Linked DNA regions of Mus musculus: regions 1, 3, 4 and 5 are each linked to region 2. The links are chromatin contacts, called in public HiChIP or PLAC-seq and promoter capture Hi-C maps. All regions are on one chromosome and are shown on one strand. The core of a region is the stretch at or near the end of the contact, and the rest is flanking DNA. Distances in the headings are between cores, read along the strand shown. Region 1 holds the start of Umod (uromodulin). Region 2 holds the start of Gprc5b (G protein-coupled receptor, family C, group 5, member B). Region 3 has its middle 38 kb from the start of Gp2. Region 4 holds the start of Itpripl2 (inositol 1,4,5-triphosphate receptor interacting protein-like 2). Region 5 holds the start of Coq7 (demethyl-Q 7).

The links. Promoter capture Hi-C pulls out the DNA fragments that hold promoters and counts their contacts. HiChIP or PLAC-seq counts read pairs in DNA pulled down with a chosen protein or histone mark.
Region 1: an H3K4me3 HiChIP or PLAC-seq map of stem cell-derived neural progenitor cells shows a contact between it and region 2, with 20 read pairs. The contact joins the promoter of Umod here to the promoter of Gprc5b in region 2. A contact is called at or near these places in 7 of 115 datasets of contacts at active chromatin or transcription factors (craniofacial prominence, embryonic basal ganglia, embryonic forebrain and 3 more).
Region 3: a contact with region 2 is called in an H3K4me3 HiChIP or PLAC-seq map of embryonic basal ganglia, with 4 times the contacts expected there. The contact joins the enhancer-like site here to the promoter of Gprc5b in region 2. A contact is called at or near these places in 2 of 39 promoter capture datasets (both in embryonic stem cells), 6 of 115 datasets of contacts at active chromatin or transcription factors (embryonic basal ganglia, embryonic limb bud, embryonic stem cells and 1 more) and 1 of 9 other capture datasets (embryonic stem cells).
Region 4: a promoter capture Hi-C map of embryonic stem cells shows a contact between it and region 2, with 3 times the contacts expected there. The contact joins the promoter of Itpripl2 here to the promoter of Gprc5b in region 2. A contact is called at or near these places in 1 of 39 promoter capture datasets (embryonic stem cells), 1 of 15 datasets of contacts at CTCF or cohesin (embryonic stem cells), 4 of 484 Hi-C or Micro-C datasets (all in embryonic stem cells), 3 of 115 datasets of contacts at active chromatin or transcription factors (embryonic stem cells and pancreatic cancer cells) and 1 of 9 other capture datasets (embryonic stem cells).
Region 5: a promoter capture Hi-C map of embryonic stem cells shows a contact between it and region 2, with 2.5 times the contacts expected there. The contact joins the promoter of Coq7 here to the promoter of Gprc5b in region 2. A contact is called at or near these places in 1 of 39 promoter capture datasets (embryonic stem cells), 7 of 484 Hi-C or Micro-C datasets (B cells, CD8 T cells, double positive thymocytes and 2 more), 5 of 115 datasets of contacts at active chromatin or transcription factors (embryonic stem cells, microglia and stem cell-derived neural progenitor cells) and 4 of 9 other capture datasets (adipose tissue, embryonic stem cells, liver and 1 more).

Annotation. Positions count from the first base shown.
Region 1 is chr7:119,477,735-119,481,015 of GRCm38.p6, forward strand. It overlaps Umod (uromodulin), which reads right to left and starts at 1,528. Exons shown (of 11, transcript NM_001278605.1): 1 at 1,418-1,528; 2 at 465-584. The coding sequence starts at 552.
Region 2 is chr7:118,993,511-118,996,515 of GRCm38.p6, forward strand. It overlaps Gprc5b (G protein-coupled receptor, family C, group 5, member B), which reads right to left and starts at 1,701. Exons shown (of 4, transcript NM_022420.2): 1 at 1,530-1,701.
Region 3 is chr7:119,419,635-119,422,483 of GRCm38.p6, forward strand. No RefSeq gene overlaps it. Among named protein-coding and RNA genes, the nearest start is that of Gp2, 38 kb to the right of the region's middle. Within about 2 kb of position 1,332, at least 18 of the 459 cell types and tissues checked have an H3K27ac peak or open chromatin away from gene starts, as enhancers often do. A contact at or near this core is called in embryonic basal ganglia, where this site is marked.
Region 4 is chr7:118,490,653-118,493,949 of GRCm38.p6, forward strand. It overlaps Itpripl2 (inositol 1,4,5-triphosphate receptor interacting protein-like 2), which reads right to left and starts at 1,323. Exons shown (of 1, transcript NM_001033380.3): 1 at 1-1,323. The coding sequence starts at 682.
Region 5 is chr7:118,531,764-118,534,618 of GRCm38.p6, forward strand. It overlaps Coq7 (demethyl-Q 7), which reads right to left and starts at 1,593. Exons shown (of 6, transcript NM_009940.3): 1 at 1,416-1,593. The coding sequence starts at 1,488.

The DNA of each region.
Region 1 (3,281 bases), core at 278-2,777, 480 kb after region 2:
CGCACATGGCCTGACCACAGAACATGTGCTTTTAACCATGACCTCACAATTATACTTAGTGTAATTCCAGAGTACTCCAGGGTGGAAGGCAAAGCTACCCCCATGGGATGACTTCACACTTACAGGAGAGGTGGGTCAAATCTCTTATGTATCTGGGCATGCTTGTGACTTTACCGTGAAGTGCAGAAATGGTTCAGAGGTGTTTTAGCCCCTTGTCCCACCAGAAACATCACCCACACGCTGCTATTAATTCAGAGTCTCGGGCCCCTTGCTAGACCTACTAAAGTAGAATTTGCATCTTAACAAAACTTCGAAGTGAGTCCTGTGCTCATTACAATCTGAGAAATGGGCTTAAAATAAAGATCACATCAAGTGTGCTAAAAGAGGGATTAAGATTGCTTCTGCAAAGGGAACATTTCTCTACACACACACACACACACACACACACACACACACACACTTACTCGCTTCTGTTGAGTTACTGGCTTCAGCCAGAGTGAACCAGGAGGTTACCATCATTACCAGCAGCATCCAGGTCAAAGGGATCCCCATCCTTTACACTCTGCCCTCTGTCCTGGAAACACCTGCCCAAAGGCAAGGATGGGTTAGGTACTTTGGATTTCCCTTGTGTTTCTGATGCCTGAAATCATGAGAACAGAGGTGGGTGAGGCACATGCATGATCTAATTTGCTTCCCTATAGACAGAAGAAATGCTTTTGTTGTGTACCCTCTATATGGATCAGAAAACAGCATGGATGTAGACCAGGAGGCACAGCTTGTATGTAAAAGGAAGACTGTACAGTGATCTAACTGTAGGTTTGGTGGGCTTCCGAAGCCTCTGTGAATACACCCCTATGTCGCAAACCTCCATGTGCTGCACATTTTGAAGAACTGAGTCTTTCATTTGGAGCAAAAAGTTGCAAGATGGGGAAAGGCTCACTCAGGACTTATACCTTACTGGAGGCAGCCTTGGAGTTTTACAGGAAGTTCGTGATTACCTGAACTTACAATTTGCTCTCACCTACTTATTCATTCAACAAACCCTTATTGAGTAGTATTATGTGCCAAACAAGGTGCTAGATACCAAAGAGAATAATGAATATCGTCTACATCTTCATACAACTCATGTAAAGAAATGGCAAAAGATAAGGAGCTTTAGAGATGATTAACTCTATATACATACATAACTATAATACATACTAGTATTTTCAAAATGATTGTGGTTGCAACAGGTGAAATAATTCCAGATGGATGCAAGCATTACCCTAGGTTTTACAGCAGCATACCAGGATGCCATGAAGGTTAGCATGGGACCCCAGTGTCCAGAAGCTAAGCTTCTACCACAACCTCCCTGAAATATAATGGGATTAGATAGAGGAGAAGTGGATATGGGGGTGACAGTTTCATACAGCCTTACCTGAACCCAGGACAGGACTGGTCCATTCACAAGTAAGTGCCTGTGATCAATATATACTTGCCTGCCCTTGGCTGGCCCTCTCCCTCAGATTATTCTCTGCTTCTGCCCTCTGAGATTGTTTCTGTGGGGGTAGAACTTTCCTTCCCTTTTGGCATAGAATTCACCTTTTCCAAGCCATGAGTCTGTTGTTGTTAGTTTTTCCCCTGGGAGTTAGACACAAAATGATTGACATTGGGGTCACACCTGTGCCTGGAAATACAAGGTCTCTGTTTTCACCTTTTGGCAGCAAGACATTCCTCAGTTAGACATTAACTGGCAAAACAGTGCCAAGGTTCTGGGCCTTTTCTTGGACCTGGGCAAGGACAAGGTAGACCTAAGCCCAAGGAGCCAGGAAAAAGACAGTATATCTGAAGTCAGACTGTGTTAGGATAAAAGGAATGTTTGCTTTGAAGACTGGAACACACTCCTGTTCTAAAGGACAGCTTCACCAGATAAGTCCTCCTCACTAGATTCCAGACAGGAAAGAGTCTCTGAGAATGGCATCAGGTTATCAGACCATCTGGACACTCCTGAACTGGACCTCTGTCAGACAAGACTGGAGTCCAAACAGTAGAGGGTCCTTGGACTAGGGAATCATCTTACAATTGAAGAGGCTGTTTGCCTGAGTCCACCGTGACTAGTATCCCAGGGAATTTAACTCTTCCCTTTCCCTTTCCCTTTGTGAGATGTGATGCCCTGCCCTGTGAACAGTGATGCTGGTTAACAGAGACAATGCAAGTGGGAATACTTGGTGATGTTTGAGTCAAAGTCTGAAGTGGATGCTTTGCTGATAGGCAGTCACAAATAGAAATAGCTAGAGCCACAAGCCACACCCAGTCCCATGTAAAGAGTTATCAAAAACTTGATAGAATAGATGTCATTGTGCTGAGAAAAATCTGAAACATTGACTGAGCAGGAAGCATAACTAAGACAACCACACTGACTTTCTTGGGACATCTCTTATTCTGTCTCTTCCTTCTTAACTTCCTAAAAGTGAAAGTTTTGGACCAAAGTAGCATGTACTTTAAAGAAGATTGATATATCTTCCCAAATTTTACATATATGTGTGTGTGTGTGTGTATGTATGTATATATATATACATATATATACGTGTGTGTGTGTGTGTATGTGTGTATATATGTGTGTGTGTTTGTATAATTGGGCTTAGTCCTTAGCACAGCATAAACTGAGTATAGTGGTGCACACTTATAATCTGGGCACTTGAGAGTGTAGATATAAGGATCAGAAGCTCAAGGTCATTGCTAGCTTCATAGTGAGTTCAAGACCAACTTAGGCTGCCACAAACAGTAAAATAGAATATAACAATAACAATAATTTATAACCTCCCTCTAGTACAAAATAGTTCTGAGTATAACTTTCATTTTGATCAACTTTCCATCCACTTTGCCAAAGTGAGAAATATCTTTTTATTCACTTTTGCAGTTTGTGTGTGGTGCATGTGTGCATGCGTGTGTGTGTGTGTGCGCGTGTGTGTGTGTGCGCGCGTGCGCACACGTGAGTGCCTGTGCCTGTGCGTGTGTTTCATAACAAAAAAAACATGGCCATGTCCTTTGTTCACTCACCACTGATTGTTATCTTTGTAACTTTAGTTACTGATGCCCTATGCTTTTTTACAAGGTCCCATGTAAGTTCTCTTCTTGTATCCCTTCTGAATTTAAAGATGCTAATTTTTCAAGGTTTGCAGAATTGGCAAAGCTTTAGGCAGGAGCAAGGAGACTTTGGGCTAGTGTCTCTTCCTAAGTGCTAGCACCGTGCTTTCTGGTCTCTGGATTTGATGCATTCCAGTCTCAGTGCTGGCTGGTCC
Region 2 (3,005 bases), core at 451-2,950:
CACTCGGATATGTGTTCACCACATGTGTTAAAAACCAACCAACCAACAACCCAGTAAACATTAGAGTCTATCTTTATAAAGAAAGCCCTCTTCTTGGCTGCCTGGGCCCCAAACTTTAACTCCTTCCCATCCCATCTTCCCCTCTTGCGACCCAGCTGACCCTTTTTAGACTTAGAAGCGAGAGGATCAGGGAAACAGTGTTCACAGCCCAGATAGAAAACTAGCCCAGAGGAGGGTTTCCAACCAACAGATGCCAATTTGCATTCTATTTACATGTAATTTGCATGCAGTTTAACTCCAAGTGCGGTTATTCCCAAAGCTCTGAGTGCCCACCAAAGAAACTTAGGAAATAACGTTCTCAAGTGCTTTGTCTACGGGGTGTGCTTAGCCTCTTCTGCATCCTCTTGTCTTTGTGGGGACCCCCGGAGCTTTCTGGACGCTGCTCAGGTGCCCCCACCCCGGCGCAGTCCGGCGGCCGATGCGGCGCGTGTGCTTGGGGGCCCCAGGCAGGGACGATGGTGCCCGCCACACTCCCGGGGCCTTTGTCCCTCTTCCAAAGAGCCGCCCCCTTGGCGAACAGAAGAAGAAGGGGGTAACTGGCTAGGCCGAGCTAGAACAGGGGGATGAACACTCTGATCTGGGGGCGTCCTCTGGAGCAAGGTCGGTGGGCCGATCCAAAACTGTTTAATCAGCTACCGCCGGCCAAGGAGGGGTGCTGGATCCTCATCTGTGCTCATCTCTCCCACCAGGTCCATGAAATGTGTGGGGTCCTTTGGGGCTTCGAGCCCCAGTCCCCTAGGAAGAGGGGACGTTGCACTGGGTAGTCCTTACCCCTAGCCTGGCTGCTTTCCTCAGAGGCCCAAGTGCCCTCGCCTGGGATAGAAATTCTTCCGCTTCACCATAAGCAGCCGCCCCTAGATTGCCAGCCCACTATTTGTCCCCCAGCTTCAGATTCCCTCCCTGTGGTGCCCACCCTCTCGCGCCTTTTTCCAAGAGTGCGTGGCCACTGCGGGCTGCAAGCTGGGTTCCCCAGACCCTGCGGCAGGTGAGATTTCAGGTCTCCAAAGGCCGGCCCCTGCCTCAGGCCATGTAGTGCTTAGTTCAGGACCAGCACCCTGGCTGTCCTCGCACCCCACCAACCGCCAGGCCCCCTGGAACCTGCAGGCGACGTCCCTCACAGGGGTCACTAGCACAGGGCCAGATTCCCCTTTATTCCCAGACGCTTGTAGTCTGTCCTCACCCCGGACCATAGTCAGAGCCTTAGTTCGTGGATTCCCCCACCAGATAAAGGTCCCCAAACCACTGCCCTCGGTCGGTCCAATGCGGCTCCTCTCCCGCCGCACTGTGGCACCCCTCACTCGAACCCCACGGCTTCTGCAGATGTACCCCAAGGAGGAGGAGGAGGGGGAGAAGGGAGAACAGAAAAAGCACGAGCCAGGATCCGCTCCGGATCTTTCCAAAATCACGGCGGGAAAAGTTTCTGGGGTCCCTACGGCGCCCTCCCCGTGCCCGCGCTGGCTGGTACTCACCGACCCTCGCGTCCCCGCAGCGCCGACGCTCCTGCTGGCCCTGGGCCCAAGTCACATCTCTGCAGCGCGCCCGCGGCCCCCGCTCCGCGCACGCCCGCCAGCCGAGCCCGCCTCACTGCATCGCCCTTCCGAGCTGCGGCCGCGCGAGGCGCCCCCTGGCCCGGCCCGCGCTGCAGCAGCCGCGGCCCCGCCTCTCCGTTAGGCCCCGCCCCAGCAAGCCCCGCCCCTGCCGGGTCTGCAGCTCTGCTCACCACCAGGACCAGAGCCACAGCTTGCTCGCATCCCCAGGCGCCTTCCTGGCTTGCTCGGAGCGCTAAGACGGCTTTCTCACCCAAAACTCCTGGTGCCCCAAATTCGAGGACATCTCCTCCTCCCTATTAAGAGTCCAGACGCACAGTTGCTCAGATTGATCTGTAGAAACATCCTCAGCCACATAGGACGCAATATTCCTACGAGGATCCTAGAGGGGCACTCCCCTCACACACCGGCAGCAGGTCTTGGACAAGGTTCTACTGCATGCGTTCTAAAGTCACCAAAGCCTCGCTGTGATGCACTTAGGAAGGTCCCCGATGAGCACATTCCCTGCCCTCTTCCACCCTGCTCCAGCCCGTCCTTTCCTCTTTAAGCACACTGAACCCAGCACCGATATCTTTGGCTATCCCAAACGTGACCATCACCGAGGTGACCTCCTCACGATGGTCCGTGTACAAGATCACCACCATCTCTTACACATCATTCACATAGGCACACACCCGCCACTCTCTTGGGCACACATACCTAGAGAGACCAGATTCTGGCTGTGCGCTGCACTGACGCTCAGGGCACAGATACCTCCAGTGACCACAGGGCAGGCATCGGACATACATGCTGGAGGAGTCTGGGACATCGCTCACCTGGCTGTCTGAGGTCAGCATCATCTAGGCTAGGCTTAGGGAGACTGCGCTTCGGCATCCCCTGCAGCGAGCTGTCAGTCTCGGGTTGTTCCTTACCTTTTCTTAGTCCCTGAAAGTCCTTTTCTCTCTTTCTTCAAGTTAGTTTTCTCCAGGGTCAGGCCACATAGAGCTTGGCTATGCGTCTCTGTGAATACACACACACACACACACACACACACACACACACACACACACACACACATATGTATATTTTAAGGACACATGTAAGGGACGTGCTCCTATGACACAGCCCTTCCCCATGTTAGCGACATTGTCCCGGCGCCAGAAACAGGGCTTGGTACACAGTAGGCGTTTGTTAAATGTTTTGCAGGACAAGGTCTTCCCAAGCTAGTACTGGTCAGACCGAAGAACTGGAACGTGGATGTGCACTGTCCCCTGGTGGTAGTTTGTGGAATTGACACCGACAGCTTTTAAACGTTTGCCTTCCTGGTCTTCAGGACCTCAACTGTGTAACCCAGACTGTTTTAATATGTGACCACTGGTGTACACCTGGAATACATTGTAAAGTTCTCCGCACAGGCAT
Region 3 (2,849 bases), core at 82-2,581, 430 kb after region 2:
AAGTCTTGCCTGGTTATAGGAGATGGCTGGTTCCAGCTCTGTATACCCCATTACTAGGAGTCTTAGCTAGGGTCACCTTCACAGGGTCTTGGGAATTTCCATTGGCCTAGGTTTCTACCTTACCTTTTTGGAAAGCCTCAAAATTCCAGTTGTTTCTCCCTGTACCTTCTCCCTTAACCTCCTCCTGTTTCCATTCACATTCGGCTGCAGTCTACTCATTGTCTATTCTATTGCCTCTTCCCAGGGAGATCCACACATCCCTCCTTGAGCCCTCCTTGTTACTTAACCTTTCAGGGTCTGTAGATTGTAACATGATTATATTATACTCTATAGCTAAGGAGTTCACCCCTGACACTACCTGGGCTGTCAGGAACCGGAGGCCTGATAGCCCAGAGATCTAGAGTCGAACCAAACACACCAGGGGTGGGAGAATGTTTCCTAATGATATTCTATTCTATTCTTAGACAGGAGCCTCACATAATGGTAACCGGAGAGGCTCTATCCAGCAACTGATGGAAACAGATGTCAAGATCCACAGTTAAACATTTGGTGGAGCTGGGTGAATCTTGTGGAAGAAGGGGAAGAAGAACTGTGGGAAACAGAGGGGTGAAGGACATCACAAGAAAAACCACAGAATCAACTAGCCTGGTCTCACAGAGACTATATAGGTCTGATGTAGGCTCTCTGCACACATGTAACAGTTGTGTACCTTGACCTTCTTGCAGGACTCTTAATAGTGGGAGCAGGAGCCATCTTTGATGCTTTTCCCTTCTTTGGGAACCCTTTACCTCCCTACTGGGTTAACTCATCCAGCCCTAACATGAGGTGAGGTACCTAGTTTTACTGCAACTTGATATGCCCTGTTTGGTTGATATCCCTGAGAGGCTGGAGGGAAACAGAAGAGAAGTGGATGGAGGAGGAGGTGTTGGGACTGAGAGGAGAGGACAGAGAGATAACTGTGGTCAGGATGTAATATATGTAAGAATAAATAAAAAACTAGAAAAGTGATGCTTAGCTCCTATGCCCTCCAACCCTAGTGGCAGCAACCAGGCAGCTCCCCAGCTCTCAGGGGCTGGGAAACTGCTCTCCATCCATCTCACTCAAGCCAAAGGGCCAGAAACAGAAAAATACTGTCTCAGACCTCCTGACTCTGGAGAGAGGGTGTGCAGTGCTCTAGCCAAGTGCTACAGAGACCCACACTGTGGCTCCATGGGGCTCTGGGAATAGTGGCTACCCCTCCTCCATGCTCACACTCCCCACTTCAGGGAGAGAAAAGGGGAGGGAGTTGGCAGTGACTGAGCACTCCATCCAAAGCCAAGCATCGATCTGCCTCTTGATGTTGTCATAGCAACAGCTCTTCCACTTGGGGAGAGATCAGCTGGGCACCACTGGGCTCTCTTTACCCCCTAGCTCCCTGACCCCTCCCCCACAATCTCGGATGCCTTTCTTTCTGCTCTTGACAGTTGTCTGGTGCTATCCCTGCCTGTTTATCCACCTCCTCTGTGCTTTCCTTTCCTCCTGTTTGACAAGCCCACCTTGCTCACTTCTCCCTTTACTCTGCTCTTCTGGGGTCCTGAGGTCTCAGGCCTGTGTGGCAGCAGCCTACTGGCTGTCTCCAGGGCACCTGGAGATTCAGGGGCTGGGGGAGGATGGGTCTCCTTCTGAGCCTGGCTACTCAAGTCAGGCTCTTCCCTTACAGTAAGTCTATTTATTCCTTGACCTCAGGCCAAAGTCTCCTTGGGGAGAGGGCACAAAAATCTTGGAGCCACTTTGCCTGAATGAAACTGGAGAGGGAGGAGCTCAGATCTTAAAGTCAGCTGGGCCTGGATTCTACTCTTTGAGTCGCCACTTACCAGCTTTGTTTTACTCTGCAAGCAAAGATTTCTGGGGACAGAGTCTTCTGTTAAAATGGGATATACAGAAATAGTATATATTTTACTAGGTTATGGTGAAGGCAAAATAAAATGCCAATAGCAGCTCTCATGAGTTGGGGACCAGTGTCTCATGAGTATAATGTGGTCCTATGATGTTGCCACATGGTTGTCTCTTTACAGGTAAGGGAAGGCTGCTCGGGGAGGGCAGTGGCTTGCAGGAGGTTCCTTGGGCGTTTTTGATCATGAGAGAACTACTGGGGTTCTTGGACTTGAGTTCTATAGCTTCTTGTCTTTGAGCAGTGGTAGCATGCCTGGCACATAGTAGGTCATTATATATCAGTTAATTAAATTACTACCATATGTCTAATTTGCTTCAGGAATTAGACTCATAATGATAAATTATGTACCATTCTTTGCTCTTGAAAACCATAAAGTTAAATTTATCTCTCTCCCTTTTTTCTTCCCTCCCTCCAAGGTAGAAAGGAAATCAGAAACATCATCAGAGAAGGTAGTGTCAGATGAACAGGTCACATGTGACATGTAGGCAAAAGGTGACAGACATGCAGGCAGGTAGTATGATCTACACAGTGACACTTACACCCAAAGGAGGAAGTGGTCAGTACTGTTAGAACCGAGAAAGGACTTAATGAAAGCATCAAGCTTCTTGCAGTCTTAGAGGAACAGCTATTGGGAGAAGTAGGCATATCATTTAAGGGAAATGAAAGATCTGGAAGAGAAATGTTAGGCTCTCTCTCTCTCTCTCTCTCTCTCTCTCTCTCTCTCTCTGTGTGTGTGTGTGTGTGTGTGTGTGTGTGTGTCCCTACTGTAGCTGTAAGTCAGAGGCTGGCTGTCCTAGCTGTACATTAGAACTATCCGCAGAGACTTCTCTTTGACCTGTTTTGATATGAGTGCTGGGTTGCATTCCTGGAAATTCTTACTTCATTGGTCTGGGGTGGCCCAACCATTGCTATGTTT
Region 4 (3,297 bases), core at 73-2,572, 500 kb before region 2:
CGCGATGCCACTGGCCCGTCGAGGCCCCCGATGGCGAGGGTGGTGCCTTGAGGGCGCACACGAAGCAGCTGCGGAAGGCTGGGGTCAGCGAGGGTTCGGTCCCCAGGCTCCGCGGCTCCAGCGCCACCTGCGGCGGGAGTCGCAGTGGCACCAACACGTCGAAGCTGTCGGGTCGGCGGATTTTATGCTGTTCATAGGCGCTGCCCACCTGGATGAAGTCTCCCCGGAAGGCCAAAGCCAGTGCTCCCCCGGTGATGAGGCCTGGAGACCCTCGGGCCCGGCCAGCTTGCACTAGTTCCCCCACAATCCGGCTCACATGTGCCTTGCTGTGACCTAGCACATGCGGCGACAGGCGCACTTCGTGCTCATAGTAACTCTCCAGTAAGATGCTCAGGCCTGGCTCTTGCAAGGATCTGGCTGAGAAGTTGGCATGACCACGCGGGCGGGAAGAGCCTGGCAACAGGCGCTGGCGGATGGCGTGGCGACATCGTAGGAGGATGTAGCCGAGGAGAAGAAGGATGGCCACCTTGAGCAACGGGAAACCGCTGTCTGCGCCGTCGGGGGACTCGGCCCGGGCATCCTCGCTGCTGCGTAGGGCATGGTAGAGGCACACCAGCGCCGTGCACAGCCCGGTCACCAAGGGCCAGAAGACCCGCAGGTTGAGCGTGTACCGCACGGACATGCCGGGAGACCGGGCGGCCCAGGGCGCGAGCCCGGGTGGTGTCCCCTGCCCAGCATGCGCGCAGCGTCCCGGAGGCCCCGAGGCCCCCGTGTCCTTGGCCTTGAAGGAGGCTCCCCGCTCGCAGCGCCGGGGCCAGCAGCCCCGCTGCTCTGCCTCCACTCTTAGCTCAAGTTCCCCTTCCAGGCGCCGCCCGCGCAGCTCGCTCCGGCCCCTGACCGCGCCCTGTCCCTGTCCCGCTCAGTCCCAGCCGCGCTGCCCTGGGCTGGCTTCTGCCCCGGACTCCTACCCTACCCTGGGCGGCCCTCCTGGCTCCGCCACAGCTGTGCACAGGGGCGATCGGCCGGGTTACTCGGGTCCCGGGATTTTCTTCTTTCGGAGGGGAAGGCCGCGCCGGGCAGCCGGGAGGAAATGCCGGAGTCTGGAGCCTCGCGGGGAGGGCGGCCCCCTCCCAGCCTCCGCCTGGTTCGACGTCGGGTGGCCAGAGGGACTTCGGGACTTGCGGGAGACTGCACTCCCGAGGGCTACTCCTGGGCCCCCTCCTGGAAGGCAGAACGGGGAAGGCCTGGTTCCGGGGCGGTGGCTGCATCTGATCCCGCACTTACTGGGAAGTTGCTGGAGGAAGGCTTGCAGCCCCACCGCCCGGCCCTCCCTTCGCCCGGCCCCACCCCCAACGAGTCCCGCTGGCGGCGTGGCAGGCTCGGGCGGAAGTGGCCCCTAGCTGTCTGCCGCTGTGCTGTCTTGTAAACCTCTGTAGAGTACCTACTAAGCACTAGACAGGAGCCTAAGGGCTGGGAATGCAGTTGATAGTGTGGAGGTTCTCTTGCCTGTTATTCAAGCTCACAGTCTGGTAAAACGGGACTACGAACAGAGAAGGGTGGTGATGACTGCCTCTGATCCCGAGGCTGGAGTCATGAGTTCAAGACTAGTCTGGGCTACATAGACTGTCTCAAAAACAAAGATTCCCACCAGCAGATGTTCTGAAAGGAAGCTGAATGAAGGAGTACAGGTTGATCTTCCAAAGGATGATCCTCAGAGTCCTGCCCCAAACTGTAGGGTGTCTGACGAGGTAGTGTTGGATCTGAGACCTGGGAGAGCTGGTGCAAAGCGATAATGATAGTTTTTGCAGGACAGGAGACAGGTTTGATGCCCAGCCTCACCACCTGAGTTTGATTCTCAAACCTGCATAGTGGAGGGAGAGAAGTGTTCTGCAAGTTACCTACCCTCTGACCTCCTCGTATATGCAAGCACACACACACACACACACACACACACACACACACACACACACACACACTTACTTTAAAAAGGAAAGAAAAGAAAGAAAGAACTGTGTTTTGGTTTTGGTTTGCCTTATACCTGCATCAGTCACATGGTACATACTTACTCTGTACTTTAATGCTAATCCATACTGATAAGACCTTAGTGCTAATATCTATTGCCAATAAGTAGTATCTTCTCAGATTTTCTGATACTAGAGTCCAGCCAGGTTCCAAAGATCACCCAAAGTCACACAGCCTTTGCAGAGCTGTGCTTCCATCTAGAGGAGTCAGAAGGCAGGGTGGCCAGGGAAGAGGTCCATGTGTCCTTTGGGCATTTTTTTTTTTTCTGAGTCCTTTGTGAGGACTCTTACAAACCTGGAAAGCCTGCGCTTTTTCATAACACGAAAGTCCCAGGAACAATTTGAATGTATTTGAATAGTCGTCTGTATTTGTTCACACTTATTACACCTTGCTGCTGTATAAGGGGAGCAAGGGTAAATGACTTAGAGCATATGGGATCCCAACCATAGAACCAGGATAGAGGGTCATCCCAGCATTAGTCCAGGAGATCCTGACTGAACTAGTCAGGCTAAGCAGAAGTGTGTGTGTGTGTGTGTGTGTTCACTCACATTTATATGTGAAAGCCATAAGTTAACCTTGGGTGTTATTCCTCAGTGTCATTCCTTGGGTGCTATTCCGCCTTGGGTTTTGAGACAGGGTGTCTCACTGAACCTGAGGTTGCTGTTTCGGTGGCCAGCAGCTCCAGGCATTGGCTTGTTTCTACCTCCCCAGTGCTGGAGTTTCACATTCGGGCCATCGTGTGCTGCTCCTCCATACCTGCCTCCTCCTCACAGAGGTTCTGTGGATGGAACAAGGGTCTTCGTGCTTGTGAGGCGAGTGTTATACTGACTGAGCCATCTCCCCAGCCACTGGATTTATTTTTAGATCCCATGTATGCTGTTGCCAGAGTCCAGAGGATTCCTAGGGTGTCCTCACAAGGTGCCCCCCTTGTGTTTAAGTTGATACCAAGATTTACCACCACACATCCACCCCTTGACAACCTGACACACAGTCACCTTGCCTTATATCACCCTTAACTTCCAAATAAAAACAATAACTAGGTCATAATTCTGCCCAACATGATATAACTAGCCACATACAATCACTAATTAGTTATATATTTTAGACTAGATGGCAATGTCCCTTGAGGGATGCTTAGTCTTTTAGAGTTTCATGACGTAAATATGATAATAATCACTAATATTATCTCAACCTATGTTATATTACATTAGAGAAATGGAAGAAAGCAAAATGTCTGCTTAGTGTATATGTTCATATGTGTTCACATTCTTAGCA
Region 5 (2,855 bases), core at 343-2,842, 460 kb before region 2:
TTAATTATTATTATCATGAGGGTATATGAAACAAAGGAAACTAAGTTACTTCATAAATGAAAACAAGTGATTCTTATTGTTAACCTGTTCACTGGGTTAGCAAGGAACCTTAAAATTCACATCCCTGAGACCTGACTGCCTTGTTACACACTTTAAAATAAAGCTGAATCGCAGAGCTAGAAGCTCTCAAGAGTGCTGTTCCAGCCATGGTATCTGGGAGATTTTAAGTGGCAAATGAGAAGATTTTAAGTGGCTTATGGACACATAAATTACATACTAAGAGGCTCTTAAAAAGTCTCTTCTGATCCATTTATCACCAAGGAAAACATCTCTATAACTGGCATGTCTTGAAAAATATCCAAACACTTGCTAAGCACTCTTCTCTTCCAGAAAGAAAAACAACCTTGGACTCAAGCCTTGGAAGGCACACACAACAATATCTAATGAAGTTTCATAGCTGTTCTCATGGTATTGGTGGTGGTGGTGGTGGTGTGTGTGTGTGTGTGATTACTCATCCATTTGGGGGCAGACAATTCTGGCTTATTATTTACCAAAAGGATGTAGTTTCAATTAAATTACTTAATAAGTTGTAGTTAAACAAAAACACATCTCAAACCTCCAAACAATATTGCCTTCAGGCAAAATAGAAATCTAATGCTTGAAGATTTAGTTTCGAGAAAATGACCACGATTTTCTGGGGCAGCTCGGATGAATCAGACCTGAATCCAAACCTACCTCTCTCCATTCCAAATTCAAAGCTTACCATATTTTGCAATACAAACAGTCCCATGAGAGGCTTGATAAAAACAGAGACTCTACGGCTCAAAAGAAGGCTCAGCAGTTAAGAATGTGTACTGCACTTGCAAATGACTTGAGTTGGGCTCCCAGCACCCATATATAGGGATTCACAAACTGCCTGTTACTCTAGTTGCAGATTCAAACCCCAATTCTGGCCTCTCTAGAATTTAATTATTGTGCGCACGCACGCGCGCGCGCGCGCGCACACACACACACACACACACACACACACACACTTTTTAAAACTCTAAAACCTATCAATCCAGTGGATAATGAGGGGGACCCGAAAATCTGCATTTATAACAGATTGATGCTGTCGTCGGAAGGCTACTTTGCTTGAGAAAGTCCCGAGTGGAGACCGGAGGGACACTGCAGGACACTCAAGTTCCACACTTGCACTGACGTCACATCACAGGCTGGTAATCACTTGTTCCCCGGCAGGGCATCCTGCAGAAGTTCACCCGTTCCTATCAATCAACTAGACGTACTACAAACCCCACCCCCATGTCGCGCGCTTGTGACGTATAGACGTCCTCCCCGTGACATCCGTGACCTCCACTGCAAATAGTCACCGGCGAAGAGCCCCGCGCCGAACCACGACCCCGAACGGCCGGTACCTGAGAAGGGCCTCCGGACACCAGTGCGCAGGCGTCCCACGGAAGCAGCCGCTATGGCTCCGGCGGCGCTCATCGCTGCGGACAATGCAGCTATGGTCCAAACGCCCCGCCAATCGTGCTCTCGACTCAGGGTGATGACGCATAGATGCCGCGGACCGAGAGCCAGAGGAAACGCCCCTAGGCCCTGGATTACACCCGATTGGTTAGAAATGACCGATTCACGTACTCTATTGGGTCTTCCCCCTGTCGATCATTGTAACGTCGTGAAGGCGCCCGGTCGGCTCTTAGGGTTGATGCAGAGCTGCCCTGGAGAGGCATTTTAGGTTAGGGTTTCTCCCTGTCTTGGAAAGGCGACCCGCAGGTCACTGTTGTTTCCTCCACGTTATGGAGATTATTTTTCTCTATTAAGAGCCGATTTACACCTGAAAGTCAGCAATTACCTGGTAAAACATGCCAGTTTTCGGTGTAATTGTGGGTTTCCCAGTTTGTTTCCCGTTACTTTCCGTTCCTTCTCAATTTTTATATTGAGATTTGCTTCATTGTTCATCCTTTACTGGATTATTCATGGCCTAGTGCACATTAGTGATGAACATAGCTGTGTGTTGAGGGAAGGAAAATTTAGTAACATACATTAAACATTTTAAAGTGCATATCCATTAATATGACAGCTAGGATCTAGCCAATAGAAATAAATTTTCAAGTCAGATAAGTATATAAGGGGAAAAACCATACCTGCAAGGATAATCAGTGCCTATTATAGGACCACTAGAGACTGTGGCTTTAGGAAAACTAGAGTTTGCACCCTTGGCGGGAGGGGGGCGGGTATTTGATTCATAGCTACTGTAAAATAAATGAAACTACTAACCCATTCTATATAATTATAGTGTTCAATTAGTATACTACAGTAACTTAAAATTAAGACGAGCCCAAGTACTGGGCCTTAGCGGCAGTGAGGGTACTTAAATATTCCTGTGGAATACTCAACCTAAATCTGGCTCTCAAAGCCTTCAAATGTTCAGAACCTTTCCCGTGCATTCCACTTCTAGATCTGTCCTAAAGAGATAAAAGAATGTTGAGGTGTATGTCCTAGTTATTACTGGAAATTTTTGGAAGTGTTAAAAAATTGGAGCTAGAGAGAGCTCAGAAGTTGAGAACACTTCTTGCTCCTGTAGAGGACCTGGGTTTGATTCCCAGAAGCCACAGCAGGAAGCTAACAACGGCCTGTAACTCCAGTTCCAAGTGACCCAGCACTCTCCTCCGGACTCTCTGCACATGTGACACACAGACAAATACATGTTTTTTAAAAAGGTTACCATCAAGAGAATGCTAACAAACTATGACTCATGAGCACAGTTAGCAGCTCCCTGAAATGGATGTAATGACGAGTTCAGATCTGATTATGTCACTCAGGCTTGCCTTAAACTGGTGAAATGGCTGCTT